Regions from separate parts of the Gossypium hirsutum genome. Here regions 1 and 3 are each linked to region 2. Evidence: chromatin contacts called from public Hi-C data. All regions are on one chromosome and are shown on one strand. Each heading gives the region's core, a stretch centred on a gene start, on an enhancer-like site or on the middle of the called end of the contact. The rest is flanking DNA. Distances are from core to core; before and after follow the strand shown.

Region 1 (3,335 bases), core at 600-3,099, 110 kb before region 2:
AAGCCAAAAACAGGATCTATTCAACCGAAATTCATAAATTGTCCTTCCCAGCGATCCCTGTCATCACCCAAGTAAATGTAGACCCAATTCTTAGGACAAGACAAGGGTATTTTAGGGAATTTGATTAAATAACCAAATCTAACTTCTGAGCCAGTTCACGTTTGGTCTATGTAAAATAAAATATTTATAATAAAACGATAAAAAACAGAAAAGGAAAAATCTCGACGTGCCTATAAAAAGCATGTCACAACGTTGGAAGCTGTAAAAATAGTATAGACCTATTTTGCTTTCTCCATTTAAAAATAAATAAATTAATCATTACGTTAAATTAAAGAGTAAAATAAATTTTTTTTGTTAAAATTTCATCCATTTATATTATTCAAAGCTGGCATTGTTGACAATTTCATAATATAGTGACACATAGCGTGCCATATGTACCTCATGTTAATGTATATAGATTTGTTTTTAACCGTAAAAATGAATAAAATTTTTAATAGAAGAATCAATTTTTTGAATGGAGAATGTAAAATACAATCTAACTACTAGTACAAAAACCTCTATAATATTTTTATTATTGAAAGCTGGATTGATTATTTTAAAAAATAAAATATATGAATTTTTTTAATTTTATTTATGTAATTAGATTTTTTTATATAATTAAAGGTTAATTACATCATACATATTTAAATTTGAAAGTTAAAAAAATTAAGACAAATTTAACCCTATTTTATATTGGTTTAGGGTATTAGTTTATTAATAAATGTAAAAAAAAGAAGCTATTGCCTCCTTCCTGCTACATGATGTTCTCTATTACTTCAACAAAATCTTTGCAAGTAATTTGATTTAGCACTTTTTTGAGTGAAATACTTGGTTTTTTTTTTGTAGATTATGGATAGAATTGTTCCATTTAAGCTGTGTAGGAATTTTGGGTCAGAACACTTATGGTTTTACATTTCTATAATTTAATTACTTGTAGTTTTGTTTGGAGCAAAACCTGAAATCAATTTATTTTCCTATGGCTAGCCTTTAGCTAAAACAACGTGGTTTCAAGTATTTTTTAATTTATTCCAAATTAAGTTTTATATGTTCATAATTTTATATGTGCATTATTTCATTTAAAAAATATATATAAGATAAAATTGAAATAATTTTTCTTTCAATTAAAATTATAAATTAAAAAATAATTTAAAAATTATCAATTAATTTTCATTATTAAATATTTAATCCAAATATTTGTTAAGAATAAAGTTATTGTAAATATTAAATAAATGAATATTATTTATTATTTAATAATGATAAATTCTTAAATTATCATCATATTCCTAAGAAAATACTCAGTGAACCAAACGTAATATTGTAATTTTCTCGGGATTTTAATTAATATTTTTTTAATGTATACCAATTGTTGTAAAGTAACTTTCCTGGCATTCAGATTCTTAACAATCAATTATATTTTAAGAAATCATATTCCATTAAAATCATGACATGGAAAAGCATTAAACACTACCTTAAAATTTTAATCAATATTTTTATTAAAGAAATTAAGAGGAAAAAAGAAAGAAATCGAGAGGGAGGTGAAATTGAAAATAAATGGAAAAAAAAATGGCATATGATTTACAACAAAGCCCTCATTGAGGGGTCATTAATTATAATTTCCTTTTTTTCTTTTCGATAACCATTAATAATATTTTCCTAGTAAAATGGAGCGATTAAGGAAACATCTGGTATACACGCGCGGTGGATGTGAGAGTAGGGCTTAAATGAACGACAGAAAACCCTACCAGGGAGATAACTACGTCTACAGACAAAAGCCACATAAAAAAATTAAAAAAAAATACAGAAAAAATAAAGTAGAGAGAGAAAGAAGATGAAGGGCACTTTACCACTTTTATATGTTGCACGCATCCATAGCAGAATACACAAGGAAACCCCATAGTACTACTACTTACAAAGTCTCAAACAACAAGCAAAAAAAAGAAAAGAAAATGGTGTGTTTGTGGTACTAATAAAAAAAAAATGGAGTCTTTGAGGTACAAGATGAAGAAGAGGCTAAGTCTTTCATGGTAGGAGTGTTGTTTTTTTTTTATTTAGAAAGTTTATCAATAGGAAAGTTTTGGGTTTTGGGTGTGTTTTATTTTTTGGTTGTTTTAGATGAAGGCCATGCCCGTATCCTTTGAGGAATTTCAAGGGAAGGGGGCTTTAGATTTTTCTTCTTCAACATCATCTTGTTCAGATTCATCACTGTTATTACAACACCAGCATCAACACCACCAAAAAGAAGGGAAGTGGAAGAACAAGGGAGGAGATTGTTGCTATGTGGGCAGTGAGCCCATTGATAATAATAATAAGACCAGAAGAAAAAGAAGTCCAAGTCCTTCTTCAACACTGTCTTCTTCTCTCGGCGGTGGAGGCAGCGGTGGTGGTGCCTCCACAGATACAGCCGGTGTGGCAGCCACCACCACTGTTGTCTCTGCCACCACCAATACAAGCCAGTCCTTGGATGTAGGAAAATGTGGTTTAGGTATGGAAGATTGGGAGAGTGTTTTGTCTGGTTCTCCTAATCAAGACCAGTCCATTTTGAGGTTAATTATGGGTGATATTGATGACCCTTCTATGGGGTTAAACAAGATTCTTCAACCACCAAGTGGCGGCGGCGGCGGTGGTGGGTCGGAAAATATGGAGTTCAATGCTGGTTTTGGTATGGTGGACCATGGTTTCGGGTTCGATTCCATTACTAGTAGCGTTAGCTTGATCAACAACGTCGACCCTCCTATAAGCTGCTCTGATTTTCCGGTGACATCAAATCCGCCGAGTCTTTTGCCGCCTCCTCCGCCGGGTGTATTTCCACAACAGCAATCACACCTTCAGGTTGTGGATGAAAAGCCACAGATTTTCAATCCGCAGATGATAATAAACCAGAATCAAGCTCGGTTTACACAAAACCCGACCATGTTCTTACCCCTTTCGTATGCTCAATTGCAAGAGCATAGCCTTTTATCGCCTCCGCCGCCGAAGCGATTCAACTCCGGTGGACCGTTTTCGGGTTCGGGACCGGAGCTTTATCTAAGGCGTCAACAGCAACAACAGATCCAAATGCTTCAGCAAAGGCCAATTACAGGGAAACCGAAAATCGTTACGGATGATCTGGCGAACCAGCAGCTTCAGCAGGCGATAATTGATCAATTAATTCAGGCCGCAGAGCTGATCGAAACCGGTGATCCGGTACTCGCGCAAGGGATATTGGCGCGGCTCAATCACCAGCTCTCCCCTGTAGGTAAGCCCTTTATAAGAGCTGCTTTCTACTTCAAGGAGGCCTTACAATTATTACTTCCTTT
Region 2 (3,237 bases), core at 410-2,909:
ACTAAGCGACACCTAATCTATCTCCAAAGAAGATATGGCCAACCAAATAAACTACAACTTACAACTGCCACTCGGAATCAGTAAGCTCAAAACATGATTCGATGTCAAACATAGAGACAAGGAATACTCACAGATGCCAAATCTGCACTGTTGTAGCTACCATTGTCTGAAACGGAAGCCCGAGGTGAAGAGCCTTCTTCGGATCCTTCTTTAACAGGTGAAGGAGGTCGAGGAGGTGCTACGTAAGCAAACCTCAATTTACACTCCTCAACATGATGTCCGGATTCTTTATTAAACTAGACCGAAAAGCAAACAGTTAGAAAACAAAAAACCCAAACTTAAAATCAAATCTGGTAGAGTAAAAACTTATCTTTGCATTGCATATCAGGAGGTGCTTCCTTTTGAGCCTGCATCATAACTGATTCCATAAATTAACCAATTAAACTATGATTTCAAGATTTGAAGATGATACATGATTAACAACAAGTAATTATAGATAAGTTCGAGTTTTGTGAGAGAGAGACCTGTAACATTCCATGTAGACCAAGGCAGAACAACTCCATTGTTAGGCTTTACACAGTATTTCCTTGGGTTTGTCGTTTTGACCTGGAAAACAACGTACATAAAAAAGCTTTGTTATCATAAATCGCTAGCTCCATAGAGATTTTCGGTAAAAGATTCATGGAGGCACTTGTACTAGGAGTCAGGTTACATTTTTGCTCCCTTCACTCAAAAAATGAGCAAATTAGTCCTTGTACTTTAGATCAAAGAGCAAATTATTCCTATTAAAAGTTCCATCCATTTTTACTATTAAAAACCGATCTGTGTATATAACCATGATGTACACGTGGCATGGTTATTCCATCAATCACGTCAATGTTTTTAACAATAGAAATGGATGAAATTTTGAATAGAAAGACCAGTTTGCTCTTTATATGACGTACAAGAACTAATTTGCCCATTTTTTGAGTAAAGAAAGCAAAATTCAATCTGACTCATAGTATATACTCTATAATACTTTTACTAGCAACTTTCGAATTGGTACGCATGTTTCAAAACAAATAACACTAGCAATCCTACTTTATTATAAAATTATTGAGTAAAACAAATAATTCACAAACTCCAGAATTTATATATATATATAGAATTATGTATTTACATAAACACAAAAACAATACATATATGATCAAAAATTAAGTTTAATAAATCGAATATAAAACCAGATAATCTTATATTACAGCAAAATCCCATATTAATTTACTCACAGGAGATTTAAGAAATAGCTTAATTTTACCTTAAAAGCCACATAATTGTTGGTCTTGTTGGACAGATTTAAAGAACATGAAATCTGCTTTTTCAATTCAACTAAATTCAAGAACAAAAATTGTTAAAATTTTCGAAAAAAGCAGTGGAAACGATGAAGATATGGATCTGTAAAGCAACAAAAAAAGTTAATTTTTTTTAAAAAAAGTTAATTTTGTAAAGCTTTGAAAGATGCTTACAGGGAAATTGAAGCTCTTGAGGATCGATGCTGAGAAGTTCGCCGGTGGTCATCTTAGTGAGAGGGTCGCCGGAGATATGAACTATTGGTGGAGGGTTTGGGTCTACGGCGTGAGAGGATTAGAGGTGGAGATTAAGACAACGGTGAGCGGTCTTCGAGAGAGAGGTGAAAAGCAAGAAGCGTGGGACAGTGAGGTTTGACTGGTTGTGTCCGGTTCTATTTATTACTGTGGTTATGAAAATTATATGTGAACTTATTTATCAAGTTTATGAACCAAAAATAATAAATTGCCTATTGATACTACTATAAAACATTTCATTCAAGTAGTAAATATTATTATAATGGCATTTCATTGTGTAAAATAATCTAATATATTTTAAATATTCAATATATTACTCATAAAAGAATCAGTTAATGAATTTAATGATTAAAATTTTAAATTTTAGAAAATATAGAGACCAAAAATGATCAAATCTGAAAACATGGACTAAATGTAGAATAAATTAAGCACAAGCTTGAAACAAAAACGAGGTTAAATTTAAAAGATTTTTTTAAAATATATGTATCAAAATTTAAACATTTGGTACATATTGCATGAATAATTTAAATTAAATACGTTAAATCTAAATTGTTCATGCAATATATAGATGTGTTTAAGATTTGAAGAGTGAATTTTAAATATACTCTACTTTATATCTAAACTAGCATTTAACATTCAAACTAAAGTTAGGTCGATAAAATAACCTAATCGATGTAATACCAATAAGTTGAAAACTTGAAGGTTCTAAAGTTTAAACACTAATTTAAAATTCTAACTATACTTGAGGACCTCTATGGCAATTAACCCCAAAAGAGAGAAAATTGATGTAAGAAAACCTTGATTAATTATCATAAGCATATCGATATATTTATGCTAACTTCTTTTTTCATTCTATTACATTAAAGAAATCACATTAAAATTGACGATTAAGTATTAACTCGATTAGTGCGGGCATTGTTATTAATACAAAAAGACGTAGGTTTAAGTATGCTGAAACACATTATTTTTCTATTTGTGGGTAAGGGAGAAACTATGCGTAAAACATTGTATCAAAAAGAGCCATGTATAAAAAAAAATCACATTAAAATTTAATTTACTTTTGGTATAAGTAATTATATTACAAAACATTAAATGGGCAAGCGAAATGAAACATCAATCTTTGAACCTAGTCTAAATCAATTTTAACAATTTCGTCATTCAATCAAATCTGCATCATATTACAATCTCATTTGTAAAAAATAAAATATATTATCTGAAACTTGGCCCCTTAAATTATATCTCAATTTTCGATTAGTTTTTTTATTTTTGTCAAAAGTGGACTATAAACTATTAATTTTGTCCCAATTTATCTAAAATAAAATACCAGTCAATCATGACACATCACATCCTTACAAGATTTCGTAAACTTTTTAGATAAAACGAGACAAAATTGGGTAATAATATCATATAGACCATATTGTATTTTGCTCCCTTTACTCAAAAAACGTACAAATTGGTCCCAATACATTAGATCAAAGAGTAAATTGATATTTTTTGTTAAAAAAATCATCTATTTGTATTATTAAAAATTGGCGCAACTGGCAGAATAACCAAACAATGAGACGTGGCGTGCCACGTGTACCTTATGCTGATGTACAAGGACTAGCTTTTAACAGTAGAAATTGATAAAAATTTTAATAAAATGACCAATTTACTC
Region 3 (3,196 bases), core at 486-2,985, 87 kb before region 2:
AAGCCAGTCCAAAGATCTACGGACTGAAATGGCAAGGCAGAGAAAAGTGGGGGACTACCAATATTGCAGAGCTGAAGAGACCAATGTACTTTCATTGCTGGAGAGCCCAGTAAAATGAGCATGGAAACATGTCTATTTTCAGATCACCTACAGACCGTCCTATTGAAATGTCTTCGTCAATTAAGATTAAGCAATCTTTTTACGGTCGGATTCATGCTGTTTTTGGGACAAATCACCATCTCATTTGCCTCAAACAAAGCGACACTGCACCAGTGGCGGAAGAAACTTACTGACTCAAAGGATTTTCGTGTTTATCAATGGCAGATTTTGTGTTTTATTTAAAGGAAATCACATTGTTCATCTCCCCATCTATCCATGCCAAAATTATTTTATCTTCTTCATGTAAGGGTAAATATACCATTTAGTATTTGAATTTGGTTTGGACACTCAAATTAAAATTTGAGTTTTGTTTCAATATTTAATTTGGTATTTGAGTTTTTTTAATCGTATTTATATTTTTTAAAGTTAATACACCATTTGATATATAAGTTTGGTTTTAACGTTCAATTTTGGTATTTAAATTTGACTTCAATCTTCGATTTCGTACCAAACAAAACGAGATCATGTGGCCGAATGAATATTTGTGTAAAAAGAAAAACATAAGTACTTTAATTGGAACTAGAAAAAACTCAAATACCAAATTGAATATCAAAGTCAAACTTAGATGCCTAATTGGGATAAAAGAAAAGTCAAATACCAATTTGAATATTGAAGCCAAACTCATGTATTAAATTGGGACAAAAAGATCAAGTGCCAAATTGAACATTGAAGCCAAAATCAAGTACCAAATAGTATATTAACTCTTTTTTTCTTAGATCGCATATGGCAAATGATAACATTTGGTCTAAGCACTAAATTGAACTTAGGTACCAAATATTATATTAAGCTAGTATAAATATATAATGTGTATAGTAGTCTCTTTATGATTAAAGCAAGTAATTATGCTTTTTTCTTTGGACATTTCTCTTTAAATGTTTTTATTGGTAATTATGTAATCAAGCAGATTGTCGGCTTATTTTACTCTTGGAAACACTATATGCCTTTGACACTCCAATGGCAAAATATGAACCAAAATAAAATTCGAAAAAGAAAGTTTAAAGGAAAAAGTTAAATTATGTTAATAGCTTACTATATGCTATTGTCAATTTACCCTTATAATATATAACTATTAAAAAGATAAAATTGTAAAATGAATTATTGGAAATAAAAACCTAAATACTTGTTTTTGCTTTAAAAAGATTGAAAATAATCAATTGAGTCTTATACAAAAGGACGTGAGTTCGAGTGCGTTTTAATATGAATTATCTTTCAATTCAAGGAGTTTAAAAAATTATGGGTAAAAATAAAAATTATTTCAAAAAATTTAAAAAATAACTAATAAAAGAAGAACGAGAATAAATGTATCCGATATCTATAAAGATAATAGCGATATTCAAATTTATACATTTATAGTAAAACAACCCAGATAGAGAGGTAATAAATTTGACGAGGACAGATAATTTGTGGAGCAAAAGCTATATGGATATGCATACATATAATCGGGAAAGGCAAAGTTTCATGGTGGAGGAACAGAAAGAATAATTTTTCCTTTATACATCCATAAATGGGATAATTAAAAACACACACACACAATGTATAGTCATTTTCTTGGCTTGGTAGCTAGCTAAGAAACCTTTGCCCCTCCACAAACCATAGACAACCCCACAATGAGCTTTCATGGAACAAAGACCACAACAACAATGAGTTTTATACAAAGTTTAAAAAAGGGATAATATAATTTTTTAACCTTTGAATTTGGTAATTATGTCCACTTTGGTATATGTACTTTTTTCTATCCATTTTGGTACGTGAACTTGGTCATTAGATTTATTTTAGTCCTTAAACTTGAAAAAATATAAAAGTCTGATGACATGGTACAATATTAGAGTGTTACATATTTTCAAAAAAAGAAAAAAAGAAATTAGAGTATCACATACAGTGTTCTAATAGTCGGATAAGTGGTTGAATCAATTAGACCATTGATTTCCAATTCTATTGATTTGATCGATTCAACTACTGGATCGATAATAATTAAAAATTAATAAAAATAATAAAAAATTATTAAATCGGTTCAACCTATTCGACTATTGGTTTTTGTCCTAGTTTTCTATTTGTATCGATTTCGAGCAAATTCTGATTCAATCGATTCAACCTCTTTGTTTGGGTCAGTATACTGGTCGATTTTCAATCCAATCAATCTGACCAACCAATCTAATCATGTTCCAATAATACTGGTCACATTATCAAATCTTGACAGAACCGAAGTTCAGAGACCAGAATGAATCTAGTTGCTAAGTTTAGACACCAAAGTGAACCAAAACAAAGTATAAGTATCAAAATGAACATAATTGTCAAATTTAAGGGCCAAAAGTTATATTATCCCTTAAAAAATGCAATTTAAGCCCTAAGAAAGAGAGTAATAATAAATGACAAAAAATGAGCTTGTCTTTTTGCAAAAAGATATACTTGGATAGAGACTTGAGTAAAAACAAACTATATGGATGTTTTTCTTTTCTTTTCTTTTTTTTTTTAAATTTTTTTCCCATTTGCTTTTGTTCCTAGGTACGTGGTCCATTTGAGAGAGGAAAGTGAAAGAACATGAGCAAAATGCAAAGGAAAGTGGCTTTGTCTTGCCCTTATCATAATTCTCACAAAAAAAAAAACCCCAAATTCAAAGCTGGACCTGCCATTGTAATTTCCTTTAGTCACCTCAATAGTTGAAAGCAGATTCTTAAGGTGATCAAACTATTAGTAAATTTATATTTTAGTCATTTAACAATAAAAAGTTATAAAATGGTTACTAAATTATTCGGAAATTTTCATTTAAATCACTAGGTTGTTAAAATTGTTGTTGTATGCCTTTCTTTGTTCACACTCCTTGCATCAATCGAAAGCTCTCTTTCCCTTTCTTTTATACAATTCAATTTATTTTCATGAAACAACTTTGAACATCACGAATCTGCAAACAAAATCCAAACAACTTTCTTCTTTGGTTTTTGACAATGATCGTCACATCAACTTGGATATAAGATATGTTCTTTTACTCGTTGATAGGTATTGATCTATCGTATCAATCATCGAATCATCTTTTGGAGCT

The links. Hi-C and Micro-C count contacts between places; a contact is called where the count stands out from the background.
Region 1: a contact with region 2 is called in a Hi-C map of leaf, with 4 times the contacts expected there. The contact joins the promoter of LOC107945536 here to the enhancer-like site in region 2. A contact is called at or near these places in 12 of 34 Hi-C or Micro-C datasets (anther, callus, fibers and 2 more).
Region 3: a contact with region 2 is called in a Hi-C map of leaf, with 3 times the contacts expected there. The contact joins two enhancer-like sites. A contact is called at or near these places in 7 of 34 Hi-C or Micro-C datasets (fibers, leaf and seedling).

The regions. Positions count from the first base shown.
Region 1 is chrD12:37,606,896-37,610,230 of Gossypium_hirsutum_v2.1, forward strand. It overlaps LOC107945536 (scarecrow-like protein 6), which reads left to right and starts at 1,850. Exons shown (of 1, transcript XM_016879589.2): 1 at 1,850-3,335. The coding sequence starts at 2,152.
Region 2 is chrD12:37,716,277-37,719,513 of Gossypium_hirsutum_v2.1, forward strand. It overlaps the pseudogene LOC107945539. Among protein-coding and RNA genes, the nearest start is that of LOC107947479, 6.9 kb to the right of the region's middle. Within about 2 kb of position 1,660, at least 7 of the 9 cell types and tissues checked have an H3K27ac peak or open chromatin away from gene starts, as enhancers often do. A contact at or near this core is called in fibers and leaf, where this site is marked.
Region 3 is chrD12:37,629,531-37,632,726 of Gossypium_hirsutum_v2.1, forward strand. No RefSeq gene overlaps it. Among protein-coding and RNA genes, the nearest start is that of LOC107945538, 10 kb to the left of the region's middle. Within about 2 kb of position 1,736, at least 1 of the 9 cell types and tissues checked has an H3K27ac peak or open chromatin away from gene starts, as enhancers often do. A contact at or near this core is called in leaf, where this site is marked.